4 separate regions of the Mus musculus genome follow, and regions 1, 3 and 4 are each linked to region 2. A link is a contact called in public HiChIP or PLAC-seq and promoter capture Hi-C data. All regions are on one chromosome and are shown on one strand. Each heading gives the region's core, a stretch centred on a gene start, on an enhancer-like site or on the middle of the called end of the contact. The rest is flanking DNA. Distances are from core to core; before and after follow the strand shown.

What was found. Promoter capture Hi-C pulls out the DNA fragments that hold promoters and counts their contacts. HiChIP or PLAC-seq counts read pairs in DNA pulled down with a chosen protein or histone mark.
Region 1: a contact with region 2 is called in a promoter capture Hi-C map of the C10 cell line, with 5 times the contacts expected there. The contact joins the enhancer-like site here to the promoter of Fam136a in region 2. A contact is called at or near these places in 12 of 39 promoter capture datasets (the 3T3-L1 cell line, 3T3-L1-derived adipocytes, the C10 cell line and 7 more), 1 of 15 datasets of contacts at CTCF or cohesin (pro-B cells), 5 of 484 Hi-C or Micro-C datasets (B cells, CD4 T cells and embryonic stem cells), 10 of 115 datasets of contacts at active chromatin or transcription factors (the 230-238 cell line, astrocytes, bone marrow-derived macrophages and 7 more) and 1 of 9 other capture datasets (embryonic stem cells).
Region 3: an HNF4G HiChIP or PLAC-seq map of pancreatic cancer cells shows a contact between it and region 2. The contact joins the promoter of Smyd5 here to the promoter of Fam136a in region 2. A contact is called at or near these places in 5 of 39 promoter capture datasets (the 3T3-L1 cell line, 3T3-L1-derived adipocytes, the C10 cell line and 1 more), 2 of 484 Hi-C or Micro-C datasets (B cells and CD4 T cells), 6 of 115 datasets of contacts at active chromatin or transcription factors (the NIH/3T3 cell line, bone marrow-derived macrophages, embryonic forebrain and 3 more) and 2 of 9 other capture datasets (embryonic stem cells and liver).
Region 4: a contact with region 2 is called in a promoter capture Hi-C map of pre-B cells, with 5 times the contacts expected there. The contact joins the promoter of Rab11fip5 here to the promoter of Fam136a in region 2. A contact is called at or near these places in 6 of 39 promoter capture datasets (the 3T3-L1 cell line, cranial neural crest, hippocampal neurons and 2 more), 1 of 484 Hi-C or Micro-C datasets (CD8 T cells) and 3 of 115 datasets of contacts at active chromatin or transcription factors (bone marrow-derived macrophages and embryonic stem cells).

What each region holds. Positions count from the first base shown.
Region 1 is chr6:85,598,037-85,601,252 of GRCm38.p6, reverse strand. It overlaps Alms1 (ALMS1, centrosome and basal body associated), which reads right to left. Exons shown (of 23, transcript NM_145223.2): 2 at 1,283-1,408; 3 at 1-54. Among named protein-coding and RNA genes, the nearest start is that of Alms1, 12 kb to the right of the region's middle. Within about 2 kb of position 1,737, at least 3 of the 459 cell types and tissues checked have an H3K27ac peak or open chromatin away from gene starts, as enhancers often do.
Region 2 is chr6:86,363,681-86,367,263 of GRCm38.p6, reverse strand. Fam136a (family with sequence similarity 136, member A) reads right to left here and starts at 1,618. Exons shown (of 3, transcript NM_025591.3): 1 at 1,445-1,618; 2 at 514-654. The coding sequence starts at 1,531.
Region 3 is chr6:85,430,169-85,433,655 of GRCm38.p6, reverse strand. Smyd5 (SET and MYND domain containing 5) reads right to left here and starts at 1,680. Exons shown (of 13, transcript NM_144918.2): 1 at 1,556-1,680. The coding sequence starts at 1,651.
Region 4 is chr6:85,373,026-85,376,633 of GRCm38.p6, reverse strand. Rab11fip5 (RAB11 family interacting protein 5 (class I)) reads left to right here and starts at 2,000. Exons shown (of 6, transcript NM_001003955.2): 1 at 2,000-2,536. The coding sequence starts at 2,106. 4933423K11Rik (a long non-coding RNA gene) reads right to left here and starts at 1,780. Exons shown (of 4, transcript XR_869208.2): 1 at 1,412-1,780.

The DNA of each region.
Region 1 (3,216 bases), core at 488-2,987, 770 kb after region 2:
CAAGGTTTGGGAAGAATCCCTTTCTTGAGGAAGACAATGCCAAGACTCTGTTCTCTGAAAGGAAAATTTTAAAGGAAAAGATGTTGGTCGTTAACTGAGTCAACACATTAATACTACTGTCTACTCATAGCATATTTAACAATATTCTCACCAGAGTTGAAAAAAAGTTGTTCCTTCTATGTTCCTTCTTGCCCTATTAACCTCCTCGTTCTCTTCTGATCACTCCCATCTCCTAGTACCAGGCAGTCACTGACACTTAACACTATATTTAAGTTCTCATTGTCAAATCAATACATTTGGTACATGACAAAAAACTGAGTATTTCCAAACCTATCAACAATATTCCTTGGGCAAAATGGGAACAGGTACTTCAGAAAATAATTTAGCATATTCTTATAAAGTTAAATATACCATTAAATAATTTAGCTGATCTACTCCTAGGTATTTACTCAACAGAAAGTCATGTTTACTCAAAAAACCCTTAAAGAATATTATTTAACAATGAAAATTAAAGAGCTGACACATGCAACATAGGCTAATTTTAGAAAGAAAGGGAAAAAAAATCAGATTTTAAAAATCCTCACACTATAATTTTGAAAAGGCAAAGCCACTAACAACAGGGTGCTTGCTATAACATCAGGGACTAGAGAAGGCAATGACAAAAATAGTATTCATAATCTTTTGTATATAATACCTAAGCTATATGTCTCAACCATAGTGGTATGTGACTGTATCTTTCAAAGCTCATCTGATAAACTGTATAGATAAAACAGTTCACTTTAATACATTTCTTTATACATCAAAAAACTTAGCTCTTTAAAAGTGGAAATAGATAACTGGGTAGTGGTAGCACACACCTTTAATCCCAGCACTGGGGAGGCAGGTAGTGTTCAAAGGCAGCCTAGTCTACAGAGCAAATTCCAGGAACTTGCTTGCTATACAGAGCTATACAGAGGAAACTCTGCCTCAAAAAAAGAAAAAAAAAAACAGACAAAAAAATGCAAATGGACACCTTTCCTCTTAAAATAAAATAAATTACCATCAAGTAATGAGTTTGTAATTTTGAATATTTTAACTTCTTGTATGCTAAGTATCCCAAGACATAATGCACATATACAAAGCCCTTTACAATGCTCTTAAAAGAACGTAGACTATTGAGATGGAGAGAGCAGGGACGAGCTTCTGTTCTACATAAAATTATGAGCACTATTAGGACACTGAAAATGACTACAACATCTCTTATGCTACTGGTAAAAAGAAAAAGAATTTGCCCCAGATTTACCTGATCCTCCTCAGAGCCCCACCGGACCCCTGTTTCCAATAACATTGTACTGGAGTTGGAAAACTGGGCTCTAGAATTATCTTGATATGATGACTGCTGCCATACACGGCAAGTCAGTGGGACAACCTAAAAATCAAAAAGCACATGTAGCCAAGTGATGTACAATAACAAAAGTAACCATGCTAGAAAACACCTTTCACTTTATAAAATGCTTTCATTCTGTTATAAAATGCTATTCTCCAAGCATAGCAGCACTACCATCTTCATCAGAAGCAGCTGTAACTTCCCACAAGAGACTCTCAAGAGTGGACCTGTTGCTCTTCCCTCACAGGAGGGTGTGGGGAAAGCCATTATAAGGCAGGCAAACACAGGAAATAGTTCAGTGGCTTGAGACCTCTTTGGTTTGGATTATGTACACACAGCCTTGTATTAACGTATCTGAGAGTCTAGTTCCTTATCCTGCATGTACTCACACCCCTCTCAAACAATGCACCTAGCAATCTCAGAACCCTCTACTCTCCACCTACACTAGGCAGAATGCACACTTCACTCTGAGCAATAGTACAAGCTTCTCTGCCCCTAACAATCAGATCTGGACTGTTTTCTATTCAGGTATAATCCCAAAGGATCTGGACAGGTAGAAAAGAGAGGCTGATCTGGTCTGAACTGGTTTGGGGTGCATGTACAGTAAGACAAACTTCATTGTTTCAGTGAATTCTGGGGGAATTCCTATTTATATTATTTAAATTTCCTATTTATATTACATATGTATAATTGTACATGCATACAAATCAAATCGGACGCACTATGAGAAGGGACATGTTGACAGAAAAAAAATATGACCTTATCTATCTTATTAGCATTCATCTGAAAACCTTCACAAAACACCCATAAATAACTTAAGATCTTGTTAAAATATATATATATATATATATATGCACGTGCATGGAACAATTAATGAAAAAAGAGACCATAAATTCAAAGGGCCCAAGGAGGGTATTTGGGAGGGTTTGGAAGGAAGAAAGGAAATAGAGAAATTATGTAATTATATTATAGTCTCAAAAAGAAAAAATAAGCATACCAAAACATTGTACTGCATCTTTCTGTTTTTGTTTTTTGAAACAGGATTTCTTTGTGTGGTCCTTGGTGTCCTAGAACTCACTCTGTAGACCAGCCTGAGCTGGAACTCAGAGATCCTCCTGACTCTACCTCTAGAGTGCTGGGATTAAAGACACTCCCCACCATCAATCGCCCAGCACATTTTACTTAATCTTTTAAAGTTTGATACATTACATCCTTTAAACAAGATAACTTGAAAATTGATACGATATTTAGTGTGAGTCTCTCTTGAAACTTCCCCACAGGAGTCTTGGAGTATACTGTTTATAATGAACTCTACTTCTCACTGATCCATCCTAAAATCCTTTCTGTAGCCTAAGACTTCTGCTTCACCTGAGACCTGAGTGTAGTACCTGGGAGGAGCTCCTTGGGCTGCTGAAATCAGCAATGCTGAAAAGCAACTCCTCTGTTGGTTAAAAGGTAATATGAAAACTGCCTTTTAAAAAAAATCCATTTTTTTAAAAAATCCAAATTCACTTTATCAATTTCTATCTAGAAGCAAAACAGTGAATCTACTACAAATTAACAAGAGAAGTTGCAAAATTAGTGACTTTTATATGCAAATCTGAGTTTATAAGGAATTAAGAAAAACCAGGAGAGCTAAATAACAAACAAGACATTAAGAATCAGAGTAGAAACTGTTTAGGTATCTCAGTTGGAGAGTGCTTGCCTAGTACACACAAAGCCCTGGGTTCAACCTCCAGCACCATATAAACACTAAAAGTGTGGTAATACAGTCCTATAATCCTAGTACTTAGATGTGGTAACAGGAAAATCAGAAGTTCAAAGCCATCCTTGGCTAGTGAGTTTGAGGC
Region 2 (3,583 bases), core at 369-2,868:
CTTTTGTTTTTGAGATTTTATTTTTTATGTGTTTGCCTAAATATAATGTCTGTGCACCACATTTGTGCAGTGCCCGCAGAGGGCCAAAGAGGGCTTCAGATCACTTATGACTGGAATTACAGATAACTGTGAGCCACCATTTAGGTGGGTACTAGGAACTGAATCTCTGGAAAAGCAGCTAGTACTCTTAAATGCTGAGTCATCTCTACAGCCCCAAATTAATATACATTTTAAGGAATTTTATACAACACAACATAGATTGTATTTGGTACATCAAAAAGGCATAAAGGTGCTTGGTTAGAAACCCCCTTGGTAACTTTCTTTTATATTACTGTTTCTGTGGCAAATATAGCACAACTTAACAGCACACCCAGGGCTTCTTCCAGAATATCAACCCTCACGGACACCAGGGCTCCCACCAGTGTTGACAGGACCTAAGGCAGAACGAGTGTTTCTCATCCCCTGCCAAGGAGCTGCTGTTCAAGGACTTGGGAGCTGTGAGGCATTCCTGACCTGGAACCTTTCCAGCTCGCTGGTGACCAGAGCCTGGGCTTGAGCCAGAGGCGCATGGCAGCGCTCGATGCATTGGTGCACCTGCTGCATAGATGCTTGGGTGTCTTCACAGCAGTTGGCGCTGCACCGGAACATGAGGCCCTGGGGAGCGAAGACAGAGCCTGGTGAGACTGGAAAGACTCTGAGGACAGCTCTCGAAGGACAAGGCCTTGGAGGCCATGCTTCTCTACCTGTTTTGTTTTATTTTTCCCGCCGTATCATCAGGACTTCGTAAGACTGGGACGGTTACCAGGCCTAACATTTGTAGGATGGGGATATATGTTCTTGGGAGCGCGCTTGCTAGTTCTAAGAAAGCCTTGCGTTCCATTCCGCACAGCACAAAGCCAGGGTGGTGGCCCATGCCTGTAATCCTCGCACTCCAAAGGTGAAGGCAGGAAGATCGGGGGTTGGAAGTCAACCTGGGTTAAAAGAGACCCTGTGTGCTGCTATGAGCTCACTGATAAGATAATGTACCCAAGACTGAACCGGAAGAAACCACGTTCTGAAAATCAGTTTTTGTATTTCTGTAGCAGAGTTCAGAGGTCGGCCTGGCTAGTCAACGCCCCACAAGGCGATCGAAACAGTAGAGGGTGATTAAGGGGTGAAGTTAAGCGAGGCCAGTAGGGTGAGGGAGACGGGGCCCACGCTCACGGGCGTTCAGGGTTCGTGGCATCTAAATCAGCGCAGGACGGCCCGAAGGGATTTCGGTCTGGTGGTTCTCCTGGGCCGGTCCCTCCGAGCCTCGCGCCAGATCACCTCAGGGGCGGCCGAACGCTCGTCACCGAGGCCAGGTGGGAGGAAACCGCCCCACGCGAGGCCCGGAGCTCGAACGTCACCGCGCCACCCCCGCCCGAGTTTCCAATCCCGTTTGGGCGCCGGACCGCGCCGCTACCTGCATCTTCCGGATGTTCTCTCTCTCCACACTTTTCACCATGGCGTCCACAGCCTCCTGCACTCGGAGTTGCTGCACCTCCGCCATGGCGACCCTGAGCTCAGCCGCGCCGGCGCCCGCGTGTGCACCCGCTGCGCCCCGCCCCCTGCGCCCGTGCGGGCTTCTCAAGCCACTGAGTCCCACCCTCCGGCTTCGCCCCGCCCTCGGCTGCGCCCCGCCCCTAGCTAGTGAGTCCCGCCCCTTTGCGCTGAGCCCGACCCCCCACCGAGTCACCGCACAGTCTTCCGAGTACCTCGCCCTGGCCCCTGGCCATTGCGCCCTTGTCCTCAGTAAGCGTTCCCGTTCCCGCATCCTCATCGCCCCCTGGCGTCTAGGTTAAGCAACTTCAGGCAGGAGACAGCGGGCGCGCCGCTGGTTCTTCCGTGGAGCCAGGCTTTTGGTGGCCAAAGATCTCTTCGTCGTCTGACTTCTTTTCTTCCTCTCTTTCTCTCTCTCCCTCTGTCAATCCCAATTTTAAAAAAGCGAATGTAATTAGCAGCTCTTGTACAGCTCGATCAGATTTTATTATTGCTATCTTTGTCTTGGTTTCTTTTTGTTGCCGAACAGAATTTCATTAAATGTACATACCACAATTTGCTTTGTCAATTCCCCAGCTGGTGAACATTTATGCCGAGTTACTAGTTACTGCGAGTAAAGGGTACGGTATTCTAGATTGTCTCAAGAGTAGTGTGGGGGTATGGAGGGGCTGTAGATAGCGAGACCGTTGAGTAAGGGCGAGCTGTTTCTGAATGGATTGGTTCTGTCAGCCATGTGCTCTCGTGTTCCCATTTCTACTGTCTTATGCAGTCATCTCTGAAACACAAGTGGTCCCTTCTTCCCATGGGCCGATGCAGAGGGGAGCATCATTAGGTTAGGAAGAGGGCTACTAAAGGCTGCGTTAGAAGAGCTTGGGCTATAAGTGGTCCCATAGAGATAAGGGAAAGTTCGAGTGTTTCGGGAAATCTCTCTCGGCGAGCTAGCATTGAATTTTTGTATTGAACTAGAAGGCCCTTGCCTGGCACTCTGGAGAAGGAAAAGAATGACAGGCAGGTACGGGAAGCTTCAGAGGGCAAAACAGAAAAAAAAGGTTGAAGCTTTGTGGAATAGCCTGGAACGAAAAAAAAAAGACTAGCGTGTGAAGAGTGCTTGAGATTTTAGGCACTTGCTGTGATTCGCCACTAGATGGCAGGCTAGCTCTGTTTTGAGGGTAGGAAAAGCCACACAACCCATTGTCCTTTGAGAAAAGCTGTGTTCCTCCATGGCTGGGCTTTCCCTCTCTCAGATACCAGGGTTGGGGATAAAATGTGTCCACTACTTGAAGCCGGACTTACAGGGATCTTCCAGGAGCAGCTGGAGCCAGGGCGATGGCAGTGGTCACCCAACAGACCAGGTGCTTTGCAAGTACTTTGAATGGGGTCTGAAGCGGACCCTTCAGTGTCCATTTTTCTCTCACTGTGCACAAAGTCAAAGCAAAGGGAGGGGAAGACTCTGGAATATTTAAATCCTAGCAGGGCAAGATGGCTGCCTCAGCCGCGAAGACACCAGACTGTGGCAAGACTCTTGAGACTCACTTCATGATTCCAGATTCCATAGAAAATTCTTTCTAATAAAGGCACAGTTTAACACTTCTCACTTTCTCCTTTATTTCTAATGTGTATCATGGTAGTTTCAGCAGCTGCTTCTACAGTAATGCTGTTAGTCACACTGAGATCTGGTGGGAAGCCTTTGGTAAGACAACTTTGTTAGTTTCAGTATGGCAAGACGAGTGGTTCTTTGATGTTTATGGAAAGTGACTCCTGACATGTGAGGAACCTGCCCCTGTAAGACAGTGGTCACTCTTTAAAGACTGGATCTAACGGCTTGAAGACAACAGGCCATGCCTCTCTGCAGCTCTCTGTAGGACCAAGAGTTAAGAAGCTAGCTATCTGTGCCGTGCTCTTAGAGTATTCCCTGATTACAGGTCCTAACCTATACCTGGCTCCTCCGAGCTCTTTGCCATGGACGCTGTGTTGAACCAAATCACAGGTGTGAAATGTTCCTTAAAATTGACATAAAAGTCTCATATGTCCTTCATTCCTGGGATGTCTCTGAAGAGACTCC
Region 3 (3,487 bases), core at 431-2,930, 930 kb after region 2:
AGGAGTACGGTGACTAAAAAAGTGATGAAAGGGATTACTGATCTGAGACACCTCAGATGGCCCCCAGATGGACCAGCTCTGGGTGGTAATGGGGATGTGAGCAGCTAAGGACACAAAGGAGACCAGCAAGCTAGCTTCCTACCCATGGGCAGATAGGAGTACTTGCTCTCAATGCCTATGGAACAGAAAGATAAGAGAAACTTAAAATGGGAACCTGGACAGATATGGAGATGCTGACAGCAAATGACAACATCTTGGGTCAAGGACCAAGGATATGCATGTTGTTATTATGATTATTTAACCTGACTTTTACCCAGGGGAATGCAAATGAAGTCAAAACCATAGCATTTTGCATATATCAACTGGCAAAGGCACCTAGTGAGAAAACAGTGCCAGAGAGAACAAAAGCCTGTCTGCAGCGAAGCCAGCAGAGACCTTTGCTCTCAGGACTGAGAAGATACAACATAAAGGAGCCATACAGAAGGATTTGGTTGAGTGAAGTGCGCCCCCCACCCCAAAACTCTTATTGATCAACTCCTTGGGTTTGTAGGTTTTTAGACCAGGCTGGCCTTGAACTCAAATCCGCCTGCCTCTGCCTCCCAAATGCTGGGATTAAAGGCGTGCACCACCACGCCCGGCTATCAATCAACTCTTTAACCAAGTAGAAATGGGACCGCTGATACTAAAGATGTACTGAAAACATGTATTAAAAGAAAACGTGGGATGGAGGTGGGGTGTTTCAGCCACAAGGCCCATTAACCAGCACTTGGGTGTTGGTAGATGAGTTCAAGTCCAGCCTCAAGAACAATTTGGAGTGTTTTTTTTTTTTTTTTTTGCCTTTACTTATGTGAATTTTCTATTCTACAGGGAATAAAACACGATTAATAGAGCCGATCATACTGGCACAAGTCTTTAATCTCAGCACTGGTGAGGCAGAGCAGCCTGGTTTACATAGTGAGTTCTAGGACTGCTGGAGTTACAAAATGAGACCCCGTCTCAAAACAAAACAAAAACAAAAAGCACAACAACAGAAGCAACAAAAAAGAACCATAATACGAATCACGAAATCATGTCATTCTCTTGCTTAAAACCCTTCAGGAGAAGTGCTCGGTGTGTAGGTTCTGGTCCAAGTTCCCTAGCTCTCTTTCCAAGTCTCCACCCATACCTTAGTCAGAAGGGTCGCTGGGGAGCCCAGTCTGCTTCATACCTCCGTTCCCTCGGCTAAGTACTCCCCTCACTACCGCCAGAATAGTAGCTAACTAAGCCCCAGCCTAACCAAGATAGCCTTGGCTTTAATCTGGCCCAGGATATCCCTCAACCCCAGGTCTACCCAGAGCCTCAACTCCACCCAGGACAGCAGCAGCACGGCCACCCGCCAGTGGACCGGGCTTTCCTCCCTCCCCCCGCGCGATATCGCCACGAGCCTGGGCACGAGGACCGACTCTGCACCCCGGGCCCAAGCAGCAACCAGACTGGCGCCGAGGGGCCCGGACTCCAGAATGTGAGCGTGGGTTCCCCCGCGTGGCTCTCCGGGCCCGGTCCGACCTGGCCTCACCTTGATGCTGTCCACATAACGGACTTCCACGGAACCCCGGGCACGGTCCGCCACGCCCACGCAGAAGGAGAACACGTCGCACATGGAGGCCGCCATCTTGGGCACGCCTCTGCCTTCTGACCCTTGACCCCGTCCCGGGAGGCCCCGCCCACAGAGCCAGCGAGCGCTCCCTTCCCCACCTTACCCCGCCCTGGGACGTGGCTAGCAATTCAAGGCTTTTGGTGTCTTGGTTGCTTGATTGGGTGGAACCTGGCCTGACTTTGTGCTTGGACTTCTGGTAGACTGTGTCTGACTCGGTAGCTTATGTCGGATGGACAGCATGAATGACGGCTGATGGAGTAGCTCAGGGGAAGACCCCCTACTCCCCACCCCCCACCCTCCAGCCTATCCTAGCTGTGTTCTTAAGTGTCCATAGTTGCTCTTCCCACTGTCTGGTGTTTGAGACAGGGTCTCACTATGTATCCCAGGCTGGCCAAAAGTTTGCAGCCCTCTTCCTGCTTAAGCAGCCCCTCGTCATTACCTCCAACACCGAACAAAGTTTTTAGACCCAGAGAAGACTGTCTTATTTTTGCTTTGACCCTCCATCCTGGTTGGATGCTGGGCTCACTCGGTTTAAAATTTTTCCCTCCCTCTGGTGGCAACATTTTTATTCTATGTTTGGGAGAGATTTGCTTTGAACACATGAGTGCAGAACTTTGAGCCACAACACTGCTTAAAACCAGCATTCCGACTATGCCTATAACCTCTGCATTCAGGAGGTGAGGGCAGGGAGGACCAGAAGTTCAAGGTCAACCCTCAACTACGTAGTGAGTACATGAAACCTGTCTGAAAGAGAAATGCACGTGATACTCTAGCCGAGGATCCTGGTTTGGTTTCCAATACTGGTTTCCAACTATCTGTAACTCCAGTTCTGGGGGCTCTGATGACCCCTCTTCCAACCTCCTCAGGCACCAGGCAGGCACATAGATACATAAAGGCAAATCAATCACATGCATAAAGTTAAAAAAGAAAAAGAAGAAAAAATGATTTCCTTTTTCTATAAATAACTAGGTTGGATCAGTGCCTCAGAGTAGTTGGGGACTTTCTTGACATTGCAGAGTGTGGTTTATGGAGCAGTAATAAATGGACCTCACATATGAGGACCCCTTAAGTAGACACAAAAAATGAATGTACACGAGGCTGGGAGAGAGGACAGGTCTATTTCTGCAACTAGACCTGACTACTATACCTTTTATTGTTTTGTGTCCCAGTTGACTATTCCAGTTGACAGGGGACCTGTGTCTGCTCTGCTATCGTTTCATAGTGACTTTAGGGGGTGGGGGAGATAACTTAGTAATTGTTTAGTAAGTGATTGAGTTTTTGTCTTTTTTTTTTTAAGACAAGTTCTCTCTTGGTGGGGAGGGGGGCATTGCATTTGATACAATGTTTCTCTGTGTAGCCTTGACTGTCCTGGAACTCACTCTGAACAGGCGGCGGAACTCAAACTCAATAAAGCTCTGCCTCCCTAGTGCTGGGATCAAAGGCATATACCACCACCACCACCACCACCAATGCCCACAAAGCTCTATGTGGACCAGGCTGGCCTCAAACTCAGAGATCCACCTGCCTCTGACTCCTAAATTTGACTTTTTGTTTTTCGAGACAGGGTTTTTCTGTGTAGCCCTGGCTGTCCTGGAACTCACTCTGCAGACCAGGCTGGCCTTGAACTCAGAAATCTGCCTGCCTCTGCCTCCCAAGTGCTGGGATTATAGGCGTGCGCCACCACTGCCCAGCAGTGACTTTTTTTTTTAAGTGAGCCAATTGTGGCTGTGTTTGCCACATAGCACGAGGACCTGGGTTTGATCCCCAGCGCCCACATAACAGGATATCAATCCTAGGGTCGAGGTGGTAGAGGCAGGGTGACACCATGGGCTCCCCAGCCAACTAGCCTAG
Region 4 (3,608 bases), core at 751-3,250, 990 kb after region 2:
CAGGTGATCCAGTGAGAACTGAGGCCCAAGGATTGTTCTCTGACACCTTCTGCCCCCCGCAGAGACAGACAGACAGAAAGACAGACAGAATAAAGTAAAAGATATACCCCAGGATCTAGGAAGGGAGGACTTTTGAATTCTCTTTCTTCTCCCCTTCCGATGTTTTTAAAGTTTTATTATTATATTTGGTGTGAGAGAGTGTGCTACGGTGTACTTGTGGAGGTCTGAGAACAACTTGCTGGAATTAGCTCTCTCCTATCACGTGAGTCCTGAGGAGGATCGAACTCAAGTTGTCAGGTTTAGTGGCAATGAAGACACCTTGTTGCCTACTGTTTTGTTTTTGTCCTGAGTATATATGCATACATTATTAAAAAATATTCTAAGCCAGGCAGTGGTGATGCATGGCTTTAATCCCAACCCTTGGGAGGCAGAGGCAGGTGGATCTCTGTGAGTTCAAGGCCAGCCTGATTTACAAAGAGAGTTCCACAACATCCAAGGTTACACAGAGAGGCTCTGTCTTGAAAATTGAAAAAAAAAATCTAATTTAAGGGTAGGCTCTGAAAGTTAACAGAAAAAAGTAAAGGCTCACCATGTAGCCCAGGCTGGCCTTGAATTTGCCTTCAGAGTCCTGGGATTATAGGCTGTGCTACAACAGCTTCTTTGTTATGCATCTTAGGTAAATTTATCTAACCTATAATTCTGCCTTCTGGGAAACCAAATTCACATATAGGGTGGCTCTGAAGAATGAGTGAGGTCATGCACAGAAAGCTCATGAGTCAGTTGTTGGCCGACTCTTGCTGAAATTCAGCATCCATAATTATTAACCATTATCTTAATAATGAAACAAGTGTGCTGGCAGTTCTCAGAACACAACACACAGTAGGCAAGTATGAATGGATTTAGAGGTGGAAGATTAGTCCTGTGGTAGAATGCTTGTCTACTACCAACAAGGCCCTGTTTGCCTTGTTTGTATATAAGGCTAATGTTTTAGCTAGCCTGGAACTCACTATGTAGACCAGGCTGGTCTCAAACTCAAAAAGATCTTTCCTCCTCTGCCTCCCAAGTGGAAGTGCTGGGATTAAAGGTGAGCACTACTACACCTGGCCACACAAAAGTTTTAAAACCAGTGGGCACGCCTTTAATCCCAGCACTCAGTGGAGGCAGGAATTTAACAATTCGAGCCGTAATCTACATAGCAGGTTCCAGGAGAGCCAGAAGAGACTCCGTTTCCAAAAAAAAAAAAAAAAAAAAAAAAGGGAGTGGGGGAAAAATCAAAGCAGAAAAAGATTGTTTTAAGTCCCACTCCAGTGATTTCCCAGCGGCGGCTCTAGGTCATCACATATATGTAGAGAGTTGAAAATGGGAGCGCATGTGCGATTTAGGGGGTCTCTAGAGTAGGCATCTTATCTACCCTCAAATCCACGCCGAGCAGAATGGATCTTCGAAGCAGCGAGGGCTTTCAGGAGTACAGGAGCTTGCAGAAAACCCTGACACTGTCCAGGTAGAGCGCGGTGGATAGTTATGCAGAGAGGTTCGGCTCTCTAGCTTGGAGTCGCTGCCTAAACGGGGCGGGGCCATGGTGGTAACCACGCCCACCTCTCTGCAGAGGCTGCAAGCGGCCTTCGTCCCTAGCCCCCTCCATTTCTTCCTTTGCAGTTCCGCACTGTGCACAAGCGAATCCGGTCGTGATTAAGGCATGGCCAGATCTCAATCCTCTCCCCCAACACACGCAGAGGCCGCGCCCTTCTGCACCGGTCACCTTTTAGAAGAGCAGCGGGAGCTTGAGGTTCCCCCAGAGGGGCTGGGCCAGTGAGAAAGCCCCGCCCACATCTTTGCAGAGGCCGCGCCCCTCTCTGGGTTTCTTTAGCTCTTAGGCAGCTATATGCTGGTGGAACTGGGGGCGGGGCCTGGCCTGGGCCTAGGCGGGGCGTGACGTCGCGGGGCGGCCGGCCGCCCGGGAGGCGGGGCGGCGGGGAGGCGGCGGCCCGCTTGGCCCAGGCCAGCCCGCAGCTGCGGCGGTCGGTGCGCTGCAGGCGGCGCGGGGGAGCCGGCTCCTGACAGCATCCCGCGGCTGCCACGTCTGTCACTCTGTCCCAGGGTCCGCCATGGCTCTGGTGCGGGACCCTGAGCCGGCGGCCGGATCCTCCCGCTGGCTGCCCACGCATGTCCAGGTGACCGTGCTGCGGGCCAGCGGGTTGAGGGGCAAGAGCTCGGGCGCCGGCAGCACCAGCGACGCGTACACGGTGATCCAGGTGGGCCGAGAGAAGTACAGCACCTCGGTAGTGGAGAAGACGCAAGGCTGCCCGGAATGGTGCGAAGAGTGTTCGTTCGAGCTACCGCCTGGAGCCCTGGACGGCCTGCTGCGGGCACAGGAGGCAGATGCGGGCCCTGCGCCCTGGGCCTCCGGCCCCAACGCCGCCTGCGAGCTCGTGCTCACCACCATGCATCGCTCACTCATCGGCGTGGACAAGTTTCTGGGCCGGGCAACCGTAGCTCTGGACGAGGTCTTCCGCGCAGGCCGCGCCCAGCACACGCAGTGAGTCTGGGGCGCTGGGAGCAGGGACAAAAACGGTTGAAGGCCTAACCGGGCGGGGCTGGTTGGGACGTCTGGACCCGGTCCTCCCACTCAAGGACACAAACCCGTATACTGTTTGTTACTTCTCATTCAGCCTTCTGCCCTCCCCAATTCCCCCTGACTGTCTCCCCAGCAGCCTGGTGGGCCTGGAAGGCCTGATGGAGTTGGTGTAGTGACCAAGCGTTGGCAGTACATGGCCAAGGAAAGTTCGGAATGGGATTCTGAGGCTGTGGGAATTCAAGAAGGGAAATTTAAAGACTTCAGGGTCTGCCTTCTTTTCCTCAAAGAGGTGACTAGCCTGTAGGTAGTGGAGAGGAAGTCTCACCTTGTAGAAGCAGGAAGGTGAGGTGTTATCTTCCAAGGCAAGATTGAAGGGAGACACCCCAGCCTTCCCAGGGGTTACACAGGACACTTGGCCTTTGAACGTTCAGGGATACACCTCACCGTATAGACGTACTCTGTGACTCTGTCTTAGGGTACCAGGACTGAGAGCATTGGCCCACCTCGGAGTAAAGAAGGGTACATTTGAATCAGCTTGGGTCAGTGGGACAGTGGTTATAATGCCCTCAGTTCTCCGGATTATTTTCTCTAGAAAGGATAGGAAAAGTTCTTATTGTTTTGTTTTGTTTCGAGACAGGGTCTTTCTACGTAGCGCTGTCTGTCCTGGAACATGCTATGTAGACCTGGCTGCCTTTGAACTCAGAGATTCTACTGTCTCTGCCTCCCCAATGCTGGGTTCAAAGGCCAGAGACACCAAAGCCTGGGAAGGGTAGGAGGTTAAACATTTATTTTGTCAGAGTGTGTCCTTTGTAGGGTTAAGATCAAAACCTAAGATTTGTCTTTGCTGTGGTGGCACACACCTTTAACGCCATCATTTGAGAGACAGAGCTGTGTGTATTTCTGTATTCCAGGCCAGCCAGGCTACACAGAGAAACCCTGCCTTGAAGACCAAACCAAATAAACAAAATAAAAGACCTAAGACTTGGATCACCTTTTCCTGTTTGGGCCAGGGACCATGTAGAAGTCAGTCCCC